4 separate regions of the Mus musculus genome follow, and regions 2, 3 and 4 are each linked to region 1. The links are chromatin contacts, called in public HiCAR-type and HiChIP or PLAC-seq maps. All regions are on one chromosome and are shown on one strand. Each heading gives the region's core, a stretch centred on a gene start, on an enhancer-like site or on the middle of the called end of the contact. The rest is flanking DNA. Distances are from core to core; before and after follow the strand shown. Region 1 overlaps Tead1 (TEA domain family member 1). Region 2 overlaps Gm39070 (a long non-coding RNA gene). Region 3 holds the start of Parva (parvin, alpha). Region 4 has its middle 9.1 kb from the start of Gm40452.

What was found. HiCAR-type assays count read pairs that join an accessible place to other places. HiChIP or PLAC-seq counts read pairs in DNA pulled down with a chosen protein or histone mark.
Region 2: a contact with region 1 is called in an HNF4G HiChIP or PLAC-seq map of pancreatic cancer cells. The contact joins two enhancer-like sites. A contact is called at or near these places in 1 of 484 Hi-C or Micro-C datasets (uterus) and 1 of 115 datasets of contacts at active chromatin or transcription factors (pancreatic cancer cells).
Region 3: an H3K27ac HiChIP or PLAC-seq map of extraembryonic endoderm stem cells shows a contact between it and region 1. The contact joins the promoter of Parva here to the enhancer-like site in region 1. A contact is called at or near these places in 7 of 39 promoter capture datasets (cranial neural crest, embryonic stem cells, frontonasal cranial neural crest and 3 more), 2 of 15 datasets of contacts at CTCF or cohesin (both in the NIH/3T3 cell line), 2 of 484 Hi-C or Micro-C datasets (differentiating embryonic stem cells and embryonic fibroblasts), 24 of 115 datasets of contacts at active chromatin or transcription factors (the NIH/3T3 cell line, astrocytes, cardiomyocytes and 15 more) and 3 of 9 other capture datasets (adipose tissue, liver and pancreatic islet).
Region 4: a contact with region 1 is called in a HiCAR-type map of embryonic stem cells, with 4 times the contacts expected there. The contact joins two enhancer-like sites.

Annotation. Positions count from the first base shown.
Region 1 is chr7:112,689,727-112,693,069 of GRCm38.p6, reverse strand. The region is part of intron 1 of Tead1 (TEA domain family member 1); the gene reads right to left. Among named protein-coding and RNA genes, the nearest start is that of Tead1, 12 kb to the right of the region's middle. Within about 2 kb of position 1,494, at least 46 of the 459 cell types and tissues checked have an H3K27ac peak or open chromatin away from gene starts, as enhancers often do. A contact at or near this core is called in differentiating embryonic stem cells, embryonic stem cells, extraembryonic endoderm stem cells and 2 more, where this site is marked.
Region 2 is chr7:112,202,369-112,206,032 of GRCm38.p6, reverse strand. Gm39070 (a long non-coding RNA gene) reads right to left here. Exons shown (of 3, transcript XR_001778349.2): 3 at 2,041-2,143. Among named protein-coding and RNA genes, the nearest start is that of Gm39070, 4.6 kb to the right of the region's middle. Within about 2 kb of position 1,577, at least 94 of the 459 cell types and tissues checked have an H3K27ac peak or open chromatin away from gene starts, as enhancers often do. A contact at or near this core is called in pancreatic cancer cells, where this site is marked.
Region 3 is chr7:112,425,804-112,429,383 of GRCm38.p6, reverse strand. Parva (parvin, alpha) reads right to left here and starts at 1,678. Exons shown (of 13, transcript NM_020606.5): 1 at 1,284-1,678. The coding sequence starts at 1,419.
Region 4 is chr7:113,057,899-113,061,452 of GRCm38.p6, reverse strand. No RefSeq gene overlaps it. Among named protein-coding and RNA genes, the nearest start is that of Gm40452, 9.1 kb to the right of the region's middle. Within about 2 kb of position 1,777, at least 61 of the 459 cell types and tissues checked have an H3K27ac peak or open chromatin away from gene starts, as enhancers often do. A contact at or near this core is called in embryonic stem cells, where this site is marked.

The sequences.
Region 1 (3,343 bases), core at 245-2,744:
GAAACTCCATAGATGAACCCACATGGCATCCAGAAATGCTTCAAGATAGAGATGGAGGAGAGGTGCCAGAAGAGGGCTGTGGCACCTTGAACAGAAATGGCTCAAGGGGGTAGAAGGGAGGGGGCTTTCCCTGACCTCTGCTAGCTGCACTTTCTCATGACTGAAAAAATCTAAAACAGAATAGAAACAGGAAAGTCAGACAGCAAAAGCAATAGGCGGCAGTCAGCTTCAGGGTGCCAGTGACCACAGTCCTAATTACAATGCCACTGTTCAGGAGGTACCGTGCCAATCCTTGAAAGCCCACAGCTGTCCATGCCACAGGTAAGAACCAGTGTTCCTCAGGATCAATGAAGCTCCCAGAGTCGAACATTAGTCAAACTCTCAAGTGCAGAGGCTAATGTAAATCACAAGTTGTCGTCTTTGCAAAAAACACTGAGTGCTGCGATCTATAAGCCAAGAACTCCAGTACAACAGGAGAGAGAGAAACAGAGAGAGAGACAGAGAGAGACAGAGAGAGGTCAGACCTGGCAATCTGTAACCCCAGAGCTCAGAAGATGGGATGGAGAAGGATGCACCTTGAAGCTAGCTTAGGCTAACACAAGATACTCAAAGGCAGGTGAGAGACAGAAGGAGAAAGGGTGAAGGGGATGGAGCAATAGCAGGAACTCCAGCCAAGAGGAGAGCTGGGAAGCCAAAAACACACCCAGTGGAGGCAGATGAGAAAGGTTCCATCTTAGCAGGACTGAGACCTGTGGTGGAGGGAGCCGGAAGCTCAGGCAAGGTTGGAGGGACACACAGTGAAGCTTCCTGAAGGCTGGCTGTGAGATTTGGTGGGCCTTACACCCACAAGCACTATTGCCTCCCACACCTTTCAGGGGAGGACACAGTGCCTGGCCTGGGGAGGATCACACTATCAATTGCAGAAAGAGCTTGGACCTGTGTCTGATGGCAGGGATATTAAGCTAATTTGCAGAAGCCTAAAAGTGAACTAAGCTGGGGTCACGCCAAAACTCTACAACACAAACATCTAAGGGGACCGAGAAGAGGGCTAGCTGTGGCAGACGAAAAGACAAGAACCCACAACTGGCAAGCAGGGACCCCAACCACCAACACACCCAAGGAGAAAAACAGTTACAAACCTTCCTCTCTCCTAAAAACCAAAGTGTCTCCACCTCATCTCAAAGTTCAGCCTCTAAATAGCAGGTGATAGCCCAGATGGGAAGGTGAGAGTGGAATTAATCAAGGTTATCTGGGGGTACCGATCCTAGCAGGTGTCATTTGCATAAAGCAGCCTTGGGGAAACTGAAGGCAAACCTCTAGACTGCCAGCCTAGAGACCAGTGGGGCAGAGCAGCCTCCAGCTTTCCAACCACACCTGCCCCTCCCCCCACGGACTACGGGAAGCACGCAGGCCCCCTGCTCTCACTTCCAGAGGCCAGACTCAGGTCCTCACAGAACTAAAAAACTAAAGCTAAAAGCTAGAGTTGACCTTTGCTCCTTCCGGGCCAGACAAATAGAAGGCTCCCCTGGGCCACACCCAACTGCTTAAGATCTCCACCACATGTTTATACTCAAGATGGAGAAAATGGAACTTACAGAGATAAAGTAGCCATCCTCTTTCCAAGGCAAAACCATTAACAGAGAAGTCTCTTTGTTTCCACATCAAGGACTGCCATAACTCATTCAAATTCCACAATAAAACCTGATAGGTGAGTTAATCCTAACTCCTTTGTTAGGCAGCCTATCAAAGAACTGACTGTGTGACCTTGGGAGGCTCACTAAACCTCTCGGAGCTCCTTCACAGGTCTCAATCACAAATGAAGTTTTTACATTTGAATGGCTGGTGTTTTAAGAATTGGCTTAAAAAAGAATTTACCTCCCTTTCCTACCCAAATTCCCACTGGGAAGCCCACTGATTATCACAACTAGAATGGATGAGGAGTGAACTGGCCTTAGAAGTGTGGGCTCCCAGATTCATCTCACACACACATTCAGGCAGATCCAGAGGCAGACACCCCAACATCACCCCAGATCTAAAGCCCTGTAGCTGGCTGGCAGCATGTTAGAGAGCTCGTCTGGCCCATGTGAGGCCCTGAGTCCCATCCCCAGAACAAGCCTGAGGCCACAGAAAAACCAATGGCAGAGGCTTCCCAACCAAAGCTCCCTACACCACCAGGGAGCTGAGGGACCGAGCCTCAAACTCACTGAGTACCTTCAATGCCCTCTACCACCAGCACCACAGATTTGAGCTCCTGGGCTCAAAGACCAAATCCAGAGGCTCCAGTCTCCCTCGAACCCCAAAGACACTGAACTGAATAAACATTAAGGCAACACACCCAGATAAGCCCCAGCATTGCTGGGCGGGGTGGCCGACGCCTTTAATCCCAGTACTCCAGAGGCAGAGTGAGTTCCAAGCCAGTCAAGCTATATACAGTGAGACCCTGTCTCAGACACCCACTAGCACCAAATGATTCATACTGACTTTTGGGTTGGGGCAAAGATTTCTTCCAAACATTCCTCAGGCTCCACCCCATTTTCTCCACCCATGTGTAGGACACTACTCCCATCTTCCTAAGAACTAAAGAGGGCACTGAATGCCTCAGGACCCCTACTCCTTCCTTTTCCACAGGACTACAAGCTCCAAGAGAAGATCTGAAACACACACAACAAAGCATATTGCAAAGCCACTCAAGCTTCCTTTCCAGACACTGTTCTTTCTACCTAGTAACAGGGAGTTGGCCAGTCTCTCATTAGAAATGCTATCTCCCACATCCCTTATGCACTGAGGTATTCTGAAAGGAAAACAGGGTGCCAGGACAAGCCACACTGAGCAGAAGTTTGAAACAGAGGCCACATCGTTAAGACAATCAGGATGGGACTGGAGGATGTGGGAGCAAGAAGAGCCCCGTGAACGATAGGAAAACAGGAGAGTGCAGAGGTTGAAAGCTCAGCTATCAATTAAAATGACTTAGACAGCCTTCCCCCACCACCTTACAATTGACAAACTGGACGTGGTAATAGGCAAGCTGCCCGTGTGCTATCCAGAGGTGACTTCATCTTCTACTTGATCCTTCATGATGTCATTTCACTAGATGCCATCAAGCTTGAGAGCAGCTGACAAGAGCGCTTCCCTAGCAAGCACAATTCGCTGTTCTCGATGGAAACACACAAGGTGAAGGCAGGAGGATGGGAGGCTCCAGGTTATCCTTGGCAATACAGTAAGCAAGGTTGATGCCTCCCTGGGCTACATAAGACCCTGTCTCAAACACAAAAGAAAAAAGTACATCTAACCAGTAACTATAAGGCATTCATCATTTGGGAGCCAAAAACTCAACCTTACTAGC
Region 2 (3,664 bases), core at 328-2,827, 490 kb after region 1:
GGCGAGTATTATAACCCCAAGTTGCCCTTTATCCAAGGCCAATTCTCTTGACTTGCTCTCTACTCCATCACTGGATTCAGGCTGCTAGGATCACTGCAGCCTGGCTTATAGAGGAATCTGAAGCAATCAGAAGAGATTTTCTTAAAGTATCATCACCTCTACTTTGTGCTTCTCCGGGATCTTATTTTTTTCTTGTAACTGTGTCCAAATACTTAACAAGAATGCTGAACATCAAATGGGACATCTATATCAACCCAGCCCTACCCTGTCACCCACGCCCCAAGGCTCAGGGAACATCACAGAGGAGGATGGGGGGGGGAGCTCTGTTTTATGCTGCCATCTGGACGTGATATGGCGACTGTACTTGTGAACTTACATCTGCTGTCCTTACCTGCACAGGATCAAACCAGCCAGAGTTTCCCAGGTCCCGCGCCTTACTGAAGAGCTATTAGCAGTTGATAGTTGCAGTAGGCCTCTGGGCAGAGGGCCTGGAGGGTTAAATGAAGGTTTCTGTATGTGCTCTGCAGTTAGTGATACAAGGTACAAAGAGGCTGCCAGGTGTTCCTGTGACCATGGGCCAGATGTATGGTTTCCCGTGGTGATGGACTATATATCCTCAAACTGTGAGCCAAAACACCCACCCCCCACTTAAGTTGTCCCTCCCCCCCCCAGATATTTTGTCACAGTAATGTGAATCAATCTTCCTTAAGGATGTGGCCCCACTATACATAACTCACTATACTTAGTAGGTTATGACCAAAGACATGAAGTTGAGAAGGAATCTACTGGAAAAGGATATGGAAAGCCACTAAAGATCCACTTCCTCCTTCTAGACCATGGCCCCTATGGGCTCCACAGTCTCCCAAAACAGAGCCACCAGCTGGAGACCAGGTGCTCCAGCACATGAGCCTATGAGAAAATGTTTACATACAATCCGTAATAGCCCAAAGCAAGAGCCTTCACCCTCTTGAACTCCGAATCTCAGTCCTTCATGCATATCCTAGTATATCACGTCCCTGTGAATCTGGCTTATCCAGAACCACAGACAATCTTATTGGCAGTAAGCAGGGCTTGCTTGGTGGTCGGCTCCGGGAGCAGAGCTGGGTACACTCAGTGTGGCAGCTGCCTAGGAGGAAGGCTCACTTCCTGGATGATGCCTCAGCTTGCTTGGGAGCTGTATCTCCTCCTCCTCCCAGTGTGTTAATTCCATTTCTTCCCAAGTGAGTGTTTTTAGGACATGAGCTAATTATAGTGTCTCCTAAGTCTTTTGCAGTCTGTTTCCTGTTCAAGTACTGCATTAGTCACCAGCAAGAGTCCAACAAACTCCTGTCCCTGCCTGATCTCAGCCACTTGGAACAAGGGGACTCTGGAGAGACTAGGGACAGATCCCAATGGGGAGATAGGACGAGGGGGCTAGACACTGGCTGGGGGGGGGCAGCGGCACAAGGGAGAGTCTCCTGTGCCCCATCCTCTGTGGCCCTCTTGGTCCTGGAGTTTGCTCAGCTGCAGAGGCTGCACAGCATCTCCAGTCAGCTGCATAGTTTTGCTATTACTTGGTGACCTATTTGCATCTTTGCTGAGGATTTCCTCTCAGGCCATATACGGTGATTTCACTGCCTCACAAACGGAGGCTTCCTGCTGCAGCAGTGCTCAGGATCCTTCGCACATGTCCCATCCTTGCCTTTAATTTAGTTTGTGCAAAACAAACAAACAAACAAACAAACAAACAAACAAACAAGCAAGCAAACGCCTTCATACTCAGACCTTCCCATGCATGGCTGGTCCCAGGATCTAACCAGTTGCATTTGATGGGAACTCCCTGCCTCGCTGACTTTTGTGCTCACAGGCGCATGAGCAGCTCCTGCACCCAGGGAGGAAGAGGAGACTGGGCCAGGGTTTGACAAAGCTCCACCTCCAAGCCCTTTTGCTTTCCTGTGTCGTTGCTCCTGCTGTCTCTGGCCTGGAATGAATACCTTGGACCAGGTGTCAAGGTATCCATTGCCAAGACTCTCCATAAGGCCACTGTGTTGCTTTGGCTGTGACAAAATGCTTGACAAAAACAACTTGAAAGATGGGCCCGTTTATTTTCATTTTGGCTCACTCCATCATGATAGGGTGAGCCAGCTGGTCCAGCATGTTGCATCTGCAGTTAGGAAACAAAGAGAGATGAATAGCTGGGGTTCAGCTAGCTTTCCCCTTTTTGTGCAGTAGGATTGGTGCCATCTGACATCAGGGCGGGGCCTTCCCACCTCAGTTAACTGTATCTAGAAAAGCCCCTTACAGACGACACACCCAGGGGGTTGTCTCTTCAATTCTATGTTCTGGAAAGCTGACCATCAGTATTACCCATCACAGCCACCAACATCTTCTGGCCTCCTTGACTGTTTGACCCACCTTTAGCAATCCCTGGTGAAGGAGGGGAGAGCAGGGCTTCCAACCTGAGTCCTCCAGGGACAAAGGAGGGACAGGAAAGGGGAACGTTCTAGTTGAAAACCACATCTTCAGGTGGCCAGCATTCTAGAGACTAAACTCATTCGAAATTGGCTTTACCACTCCCCAGTCACCCCAAAAGGGGACTTGTCCCTTGAACAAAGCTTCTGGGAGCTGTGGAGATGGCTCATTCCACGCTGTCTCCCTTGGAACTTTGGCTTCTGATGCCAACCTCGGGTGGGCCAGGTAAGTCAGGGAGTATCTGATCTGTACCAGGAAGCTTTCTGGAAATGCATACTAAAAGCGAGCCTCTAAGAAGGTGCCCGAGCTCGCATCATCCTCTGTTCCCATTTGGAGCTGACATGCAATGGGTACCTTGAGGTAGACAGGATGGAAGAAAGTGGGTATGAGCCTCATTTGCCAGCCACTAGCTTGGGCTCAGACATCCCCGGGCTACTCCTGAGCCGTGGTGCATTCCAGCAATCTGGCCCAACTATTTTTATAGTCATTTGGTTTCCATCCTAAGAAATTTGTTACAGACCGTCTGCCCACAGAGCATACACGATTACATCCTGGGAAGGGCAATAGCCCAGAAGACGCCATCAGGGGTGGCTGAGTCAGGCTTAGTCAAAGATAAGCTTGCCTCTGCCAGGGCTGAGGACCAGGAGACCAAGTCCCAGGGGAATGGGATATTGGGGAGAAGGGGTGTGAGCACCCAGCACAAACTCTCTCTCCTTAGGGCTACAGTTGTAGGTCTTGAAACAAAGAGCATCTGAAAAAGATTACCTTCAGCTAAGCTCCTCTTTCTCTTCCTCCTTCCTCCCCTTCTCCTCTTCCGTCTTCCTCCTCCCTTCTCTCCCTCTTAAAAGAAAAACATCAACCCCCCCCCCAGCTCCTCTCCCACAGACACCCACCAGGCAGTAGGGCTGAGTTTCTTCTACAAACTTCTTTTTCAGCTACCCAACATAAGAGCAAAGAAGGATGGTAGAGATAACTCGGCCGGCCAGCTGTTCCTCTTGAACAGGGGGGGCCCTGAGAAGTATCCCCAAGACTGCTAGCCCATCCCCTCAGGTGACTCTCCAGACAATCCCCAGCCCCCATCAGCTCTGCAGCTGGGCAAAGGATCGCAAAGGCTCCTGGCAGACAATCATTTACCAGGGAGAATGCCCCATGGGAAAGGATTTCTTCTTGATTACATAGACTATCTCCCGCTCTGTTTTTCCAACAGTGACTC
Region 3 (3,580 bases), core at 429-2,928, 260 kb after region 1:
CTGGAGTCATTCTGTTAGAAATAAGGGGGGACTAGGTACAACAACCACTTGGGGGTGAGGTGATTTTTAGATTCATGCCACAATCTAGACAACAGACACTTAGCTCATGCACTGAGTTTGCTAATTAAACACCAAAGTGCTTTCCATACTTCAGGAGACTAAGAACATGAGACATTTCCTAGTTCATCACCTCAGACCTACTAAAGTAAACTCCTGAAATGATCTGGAGACTTGGGCTAGAAACACCGTGTCGGTAAAACACTTGCTTAACATCAGAGTCCCTAAGATCAACCCCCAGTACCACAGAAAAGAACAATCAATTAACACCAAGCTGGGCAGGCCTGTAATCCCAAATACTTTGGAAGCCGAGGCAGGAGGACCACAAAGTTCTGCCTGGGCTACACAAGACTAAGCACAAGGCTAAAGAGTCTCAAAAGAGAAAGAATAAGACCGCGGTGCTCACGCAGTAGACCTAAGGCCCTCTAAATCCAATCCCAGCCATGCCAAAGAGGAAAACATTTTAAACCCCTTTTTATTCACACACCTATCGCCACATTGATTTTTAGAATCATCACTGCATTTCCTACGCCCAAATGTGAGTTGTAAATTCTGCCTACGGGGGAAAAAGTACTTTCCACAGAAACTATTCTGGAAACAAAAAATGAGATTGCTGCAATTCACTGTGGTGGGAAAAAGAAATCTTTTCTTTTTCTTTAAATAAAACTTGGAATGGAATGTCCAGGTTCACAGCAGGGTCACAGTCCTTAGGTGTAGTGAGTTTATCTCACCATTCCTCAATCCCCCCCCCCCCAACTTCGGCACGTTCTTCTCTCAGTCAGTCAACTAACATTTTATACAGATCATCAAAGTCCACACAAGTCCAGGGAGCCCGCGAGAGATCCAAGGAGGCCATTGCAGCTGCAGCAAAAGACCTGAAGGCGCCCAGGAAACGACGGCGCAACAGACCAATGAAGGCTGAGAGCGGGGAATGACGGCGCCCGAGAAAACTTTCCAGCAGAAACTTGGCAAATGCCAGTCCTCGGGCGCGCAGAGGGCGGGGACAGCGGCCTAGGGGAGAGCACAGGGGACCGGCTGGGCCTGGGCTCTGGGACAACAGCCACCCAAAGCCTGGGCTCCGCCTGTGGACCAGAGATGACACCGACCCGGTTAGGGCTTTGGAGGCGACATGGGGACACTGAGAGGCGCGCCCAGGCACTGCCAGGGGGGTCTCCCACTTCCAGGCTCCCGATCCCTGCAGCGCCCACGGCCTCGGCTGTTCCTACCTTCTTTGGCTTTCTTCCTCCGGGCCAGCGTCCCTCCGAGTTTCCCCAAGAACGAGTCATCCTTCTTGCGGGACGGAGGCGACTTGGGAGTGGGTGATTTGGGGACCAAGGGCGACTTCTGTGGGGATGTGGCCATGGCGGCTGGACGCGGAGCTGGAGCTGGGCGGCCGCGGCGGGCGGCGGCGGGACTGAGGCTGCGGCTTTCCAAACGGAAGCGGAATTATTCCAGGCATTTGAGGCAGCTCGCTCGCCTTTCCCGTCCCTCGCTCCCTCCCTCGCGCCGCCCTCCGCCCTGCGAGGAGCTGCTGCGCCTGGGGCCCCCGTGCCCAGGGCTGCCCTGGCTACGAGGATGCCCTGGCTTGCCGCTTGCTGGGGGCTATAGACGCAGGGGCAAGTGCATGCTAGGGGGACGTGAGGTCTTATCTGGAGCTTGGAAGCCTTCACTTCTCTGCTTTGCATACACACACACACACACACACACACACACACACACACACACACACGCGTCAGAATCCGCAGGGAATCAGCCCTGTGACCCTATTTCCCAGCTGCTGCGGTCTCTTGCTCTACCTCCTGCATGGATGGGTTCCTATACTGTTAGTACTTTTGTCTCACAAAGAAGTCAAGGATCTAAAATGGGCTCTGGTCCCAACAGACTTCCCGTTCAACTTCTGCATGAATCTGCGGACTTCCACCTTCTCCTGTCCACACTCAAACAAAGCTGGAAGTCCACGACGGCAGACGCTCATCTATCTAGCCAAGAGCAATAGAATTAGTTCCAGACTCTCTTGACCTGACGCTGGAGTCACACCAGGCAGTTTTAAAGATTCATGCTGGAGATGTTTAGGAGTCCTGCGTACTTTTACTGTGCTTCTTCGTCCTAAGTTGTGGCTTGACCATCTCTTTCCCATTCTTTCAGGATACCTTGGTCATACACCAGCGGGAAGAGTTACATAACTGTTTCCACAGCTCTTTCCGTGATGGGGCATAAACAAATATCTATGTCTCCTTCCCAGAGCACCACCACCAAATTACCTTTTCCCTGAAATCAAGCTTGGGATCCAATGAGTTTATCAGACTTACAGAGCCTGGGGAAGGAGTCACCTACAGGAATGTGGGCGGGCCCCAAAGCAGCTGCACTACTGCAAATTTCTACCCCAGGGCGGATGACTTCCCCTAACTGTCTAAATGGAATCCCCTTCAGCTAATCTTCAACAGACTACTACTCTAACACCTCCAGTGACCACGTGGAATTAGGACAGAATGACCTAGTAGGGTTACAAGAGGGAGTGGCCAGAATTGAGATGAAAATTCAGTGACTGTCCCTGCTCCATCCTTCTATAAGGGAACATCAATAAACAGGGTCGGTCTCTAGGTCAGGAGTCGAGTGGGAAGGGAGGTCGCAAGTTCTCACATCTGCTTAGATGAAGATGGTGGCTGTCTTGCTCTGAGGAGGGCTTTCCACATGTACACTACACACACTGATGGAATCTGACTGAACCTCTGACTCAGAGGGAGCAAGATTTTGAACTGAGCTGGAGAAATCGGTCCAGCAGTTGGGCACTAGGTTGTGATCTAGTGCCCAGCTAGGCAGCAGTGTCTGTTCTCAGCCAGAGGCACGTGTTGATGAGTGACATGCATGTTGGTGATGAGAATGTGTGTCTTAACTTCCTTCCTATTGTTCTGATAAATCCCAGAACCGGAAGCAACCTAGAGAGGAGAGGGTTTATTTTACCTGTAAGGTAGCAGTCCATCACGGAGGGAAGTCAAGGCAGGAGTCTGGAGGCAGAAATCGGAAGCAGAGACCATGGAGAAATACTGCTTACTGCCTTGCCTCTCCTGGATTCCTCAGTTTGCTTTATTATACAACACAGGACCACCTGCCCAGGGGTGGCACCATGCATAGTGAGCTGGGCCCTTCCATAGCAATCATTAATCAAGAAGATGCCTCTCGGACTTGCCAATAGGCCAAGCTGATAGGGGGCATTTCTCAATTGTGGTCTCTTCTTCTCAGATGTCTCTAGCTTGTGCCTGGTAGACCAAAACTAAGCAACATAAAATACACTAGGAGGGACATGGGGATATAGGGCAGTATCTGGTGTGTGTGTGTGTTATGTGTCACGTGTGACACTCCAGGCATCCAGAAATGAATAAAGACATTTTCTCAAGAGGCCATGTGGGTCAGAGGTGCTTTGACACATCCATAATGCCAGCACTTGGAAGTGAAGACAGAAGGGGTTTAATGTCATAGTCAGCTATATACCTAGTGAGACTGTCTCAAAACAAGACCACATGAT
Region 4 (3,554 bases), core at 528-3,027, 370 kb before region 1:
AAATTAGTTTACACCACAGTGTAGGCAGGGGCTCAGACTGCTGTTTAATGGTCAGCACTTGGCATAACGGTTTTACTCTTCAAGAGTTAATCTCCTAGTAAGCTAACTACCTCCTAAAGGCTCCCTCCCAGTACCAGCCCAAGGCAATCAGCTCTATTTTTATTCTATCTGATTGAAGCGGGATCTCAGTTTTCTGGGCCGACTTCCATCTTAACAGAAGGTAAAGGATGACCTTGAACGTCTACCTCCCAAGTGCACAGTGTGGGGCTTCCATGCCCGAGTTACCACACCCAGTTTTATGCAGTCCGGGCAGAGTCCCCAGCTCTAACTACTTCATCCTCAGCCCAGCAATCCCATCTCGATGTGTGTTTTCTGCTTTTCTTGTCTTTCAGAAAACCAGAAGACTTGTTTCCTCCCCTCTCTGGGCCCCTTACCTCTCATTCAGTGAAGAGCCCCACTCCCCACAGCTGAATTTCTGAGGTATATTCTGGGGTTATCATATTGTTATGATAGGCATCTCCTTAGGAAAACTGCTTTGCGGGGGGCAGGCATCCTGTGTGCACAGTCATGAGCACATGTGTGTGGAAACTCAGGTCTTTCACCTCAAACATTGGCCTTTTGTTTATTTGAGTTGGGGTTTCTCACTGGCCTGAAGCTTACTGTCTGGCCAACTGTCTGGCCAATAAACCTAACAGATTTGCCTGTCTCTGCTTCCCCAGCCCTAAGATAACAAACACCTGTACCAAATTACCTGGCATTTGTGCTTGGACTCTGTAGATCAAAACCAAGCCCTCATTTAAAAAAATATGTTATGTGTATGAATGTTTTGCTTGCATGGATGTCTATTTATCACATACATGTCTGGTGCTATAAAAAGCCAGAAGAGGACATTGAATGCCCTGGTATGGGAGTTACAGATGGTTGTGAGTTATCATGTGGATACTGAGAACTGGAATCTGGATCCTTCTGGAAGAGCAGCCAGCCCAGACCAGGCAAGCAATCACTTTGCCAGCTTAGCTAACTCCAGCTTAGCTCCAGGTAGCACTTTTTTTTTTTTTACCACTGGACTGAATTTCTTGGGGCCAATCAAGGTATTTTATTCACCTCTGTATCCCCTACATCCATCACAGTCTCCAGACAATAATATTCAGGAAACAGCTGCTTTAAAGAAAAATGAATGAATGAGCAAATGATTGCTTACTTATAAAGTGCTCAGATGTGCTAGGTGCCAAATGACTATTACCCACAGAGAGAGTACGGGAGAGGAAATCACGGTCACTTCCAGGTGAGTCAGCCCTAGATAAGAAGACATGGATGCTGGCCTTGTGGACTGAGATAACGGATGGGAAAGCACTGGCCCAGGGCCGACCTGCTCTTGGGTTTGAATAAAGGAGAAACAAATCTAGGTTGGCTGCATGGAAAGGAGTGTGGAGGGCTTTCCGTGAGTGCAGGTGGTGAGGACAAAGGTTTTTGAAGTTGAAAAACACAAGACAATTTCGGGGATTGGGGTGGGGTCAAGAGATTGCTTTGACCTTCTGACCTGTGACAAAGGATTTACAGCAAGCAAAGCAGTAGGCTGGAAGAGGAGGTAGGGACCAAGGAAGACAGCACAATGAGACGTGCGAGCAGTGTGCCCCTGCTGCAGAGTGGCTAGTGTGCAAGAACCATGTGCTGCCTGCTTGTGTCTTTTTTCCCAACCAGATGTGCAGCTGAACTTTAGAGAACCTCCGAGCAATGCAAACAAAGCGCTTAAAAGAGTGCCTTCCAGGGTCATGGGAGAGGGGCGGTGGATGCTGGGTTAGGCAGTTACCTAATGTCTTTGTAGTGCCAGCAATCACTGGAATTAACCTGGTTAGTTTTCATTTTTCTTCACATTTCCAGTTTTGCCAGAATTAAGAGCCTCCCAATTGACCTTGGGAAAAAGTAACTCTGAACAGGAAATACAGCAGGGAGGAGACCGGGAAATCTGAAAACTGTGCCAGGAGAGTGAGCGGCCAGAGCCGGCAGGCTACAAAGAATGGGGCCCCTTGTCCCCACTTGGCTTTTGGTCCAATCTTGAAAGCAGCCTGCCTGCAGGACGCTTGCCAGCACCGGGTAGGGACAGGATCACATGGCTCAAAAACCCCCACAGACTGTGGGGAGCTCACACTGCTAGTCCACTGTATTTGAGAGGAAGCGGGGCTAAGGGTGGGCAGCACACCAAGAGCCTGCTCCTCACCATCTCCTGCATCCACTGCCCAAGTCAAAGGAGGCTGGGCAGCAGCAAGAGAGCCAGGGAGGGAAGCTCTGGCTAGCATCTATGCCTCTGTTGGTTCGGGAAGTCTTGACAAGTCATTAGATGGCTAAGAGGAAGTCTTCTACTCCTACAAGGATTCTTAAGAATATGGAGGGAGAATAAATTCAGTTTCTTTTATCCTGTTATTCAGTGCTCTGCAGAGAAGATGACTGAGACCAAATGGGCGTGACGTTTCCCTACCCAGCAAGCACTTTATGGGTTCATCAGTTTAATTTGCCTGTACTTCTAACTAGCTGGCTGCCCTACCTATAGATCTTAGTTTGCCGGGGTGGCTTATAAAACTCATGGAAACAAATAGTTTATTATAAACAGCAAGATGGACAGGGAACAGTGGCACATAGCTGTAACTCTAGCACTTAGGAGGCCTTGGCAGGAAGATCAGGAGTTCAAGGTCACCCTCTACTGTAAGTCTGAGGCCCGTTTAGGCTACATAAGACACTGTCTCCAGAAAAAGGGTAAAAAGAAAGATAAAGATCCGATGAGGAAATGGCTAGGGGAGCTCACAGGGTAAAGGAGCTTTCAAACACTGTCAGGAAGTTCTCAAAACCCAGTCCTCATTTGGGATTTTAGGGCAGCTCCATTATGTAGCTGTTCTTGAGTCAACCACTGTCCATTGCAATCAACCTGACCTGCATCCATTTCTCCTCCAGAGACTGGCTATGTGGATGGGTTTCTATCCTTTGTGTGCGCATAGGGACTTTCCCAAGAAATCGCCTCATTAGCATCATCGGCGTCATTAGCATTACCTTGGATATATTTGAAAGGGTACCTCGTGCTGAAGATGTTTTGGAATTTACTGCATGAATCGAGAGCAAAACACACACAGTTCAGCAAAAGGAGTGTTTCTTGCTCTAGTGTAGCAGAGCCCTGAGCCAAAAGGAAAAAACAAGCAAGCAAGCAGACAAAAATTGAAATATATGCAGTTGCCTCTCTGCACCTGGGTAAGAACTAGAAGTGGAACAGGGCTCCAGTAGGGTGGGCAGCTGGAATTGTTTCCAGGATCTCTGAGAACACTGACATCTGAGGATGCCTAAGCAGTTACATTAGATGCAAGGTATTTGCATACAACCTGTATATATCTTCTAGTGTGCTTGAAAATCCTCCGTGAATTACTTATGTAACATGAGGAGGTGCTGCATGGATGGTTATTATAATGTATTGTTTAGGAAAAAATGCCCCCAAAGTCTATGTGCTCAGTTCAAATGCAACTTTTTAAAAATGTGTGTGTCTGCCACATGTGCACAGGTGCCTTCAGGGG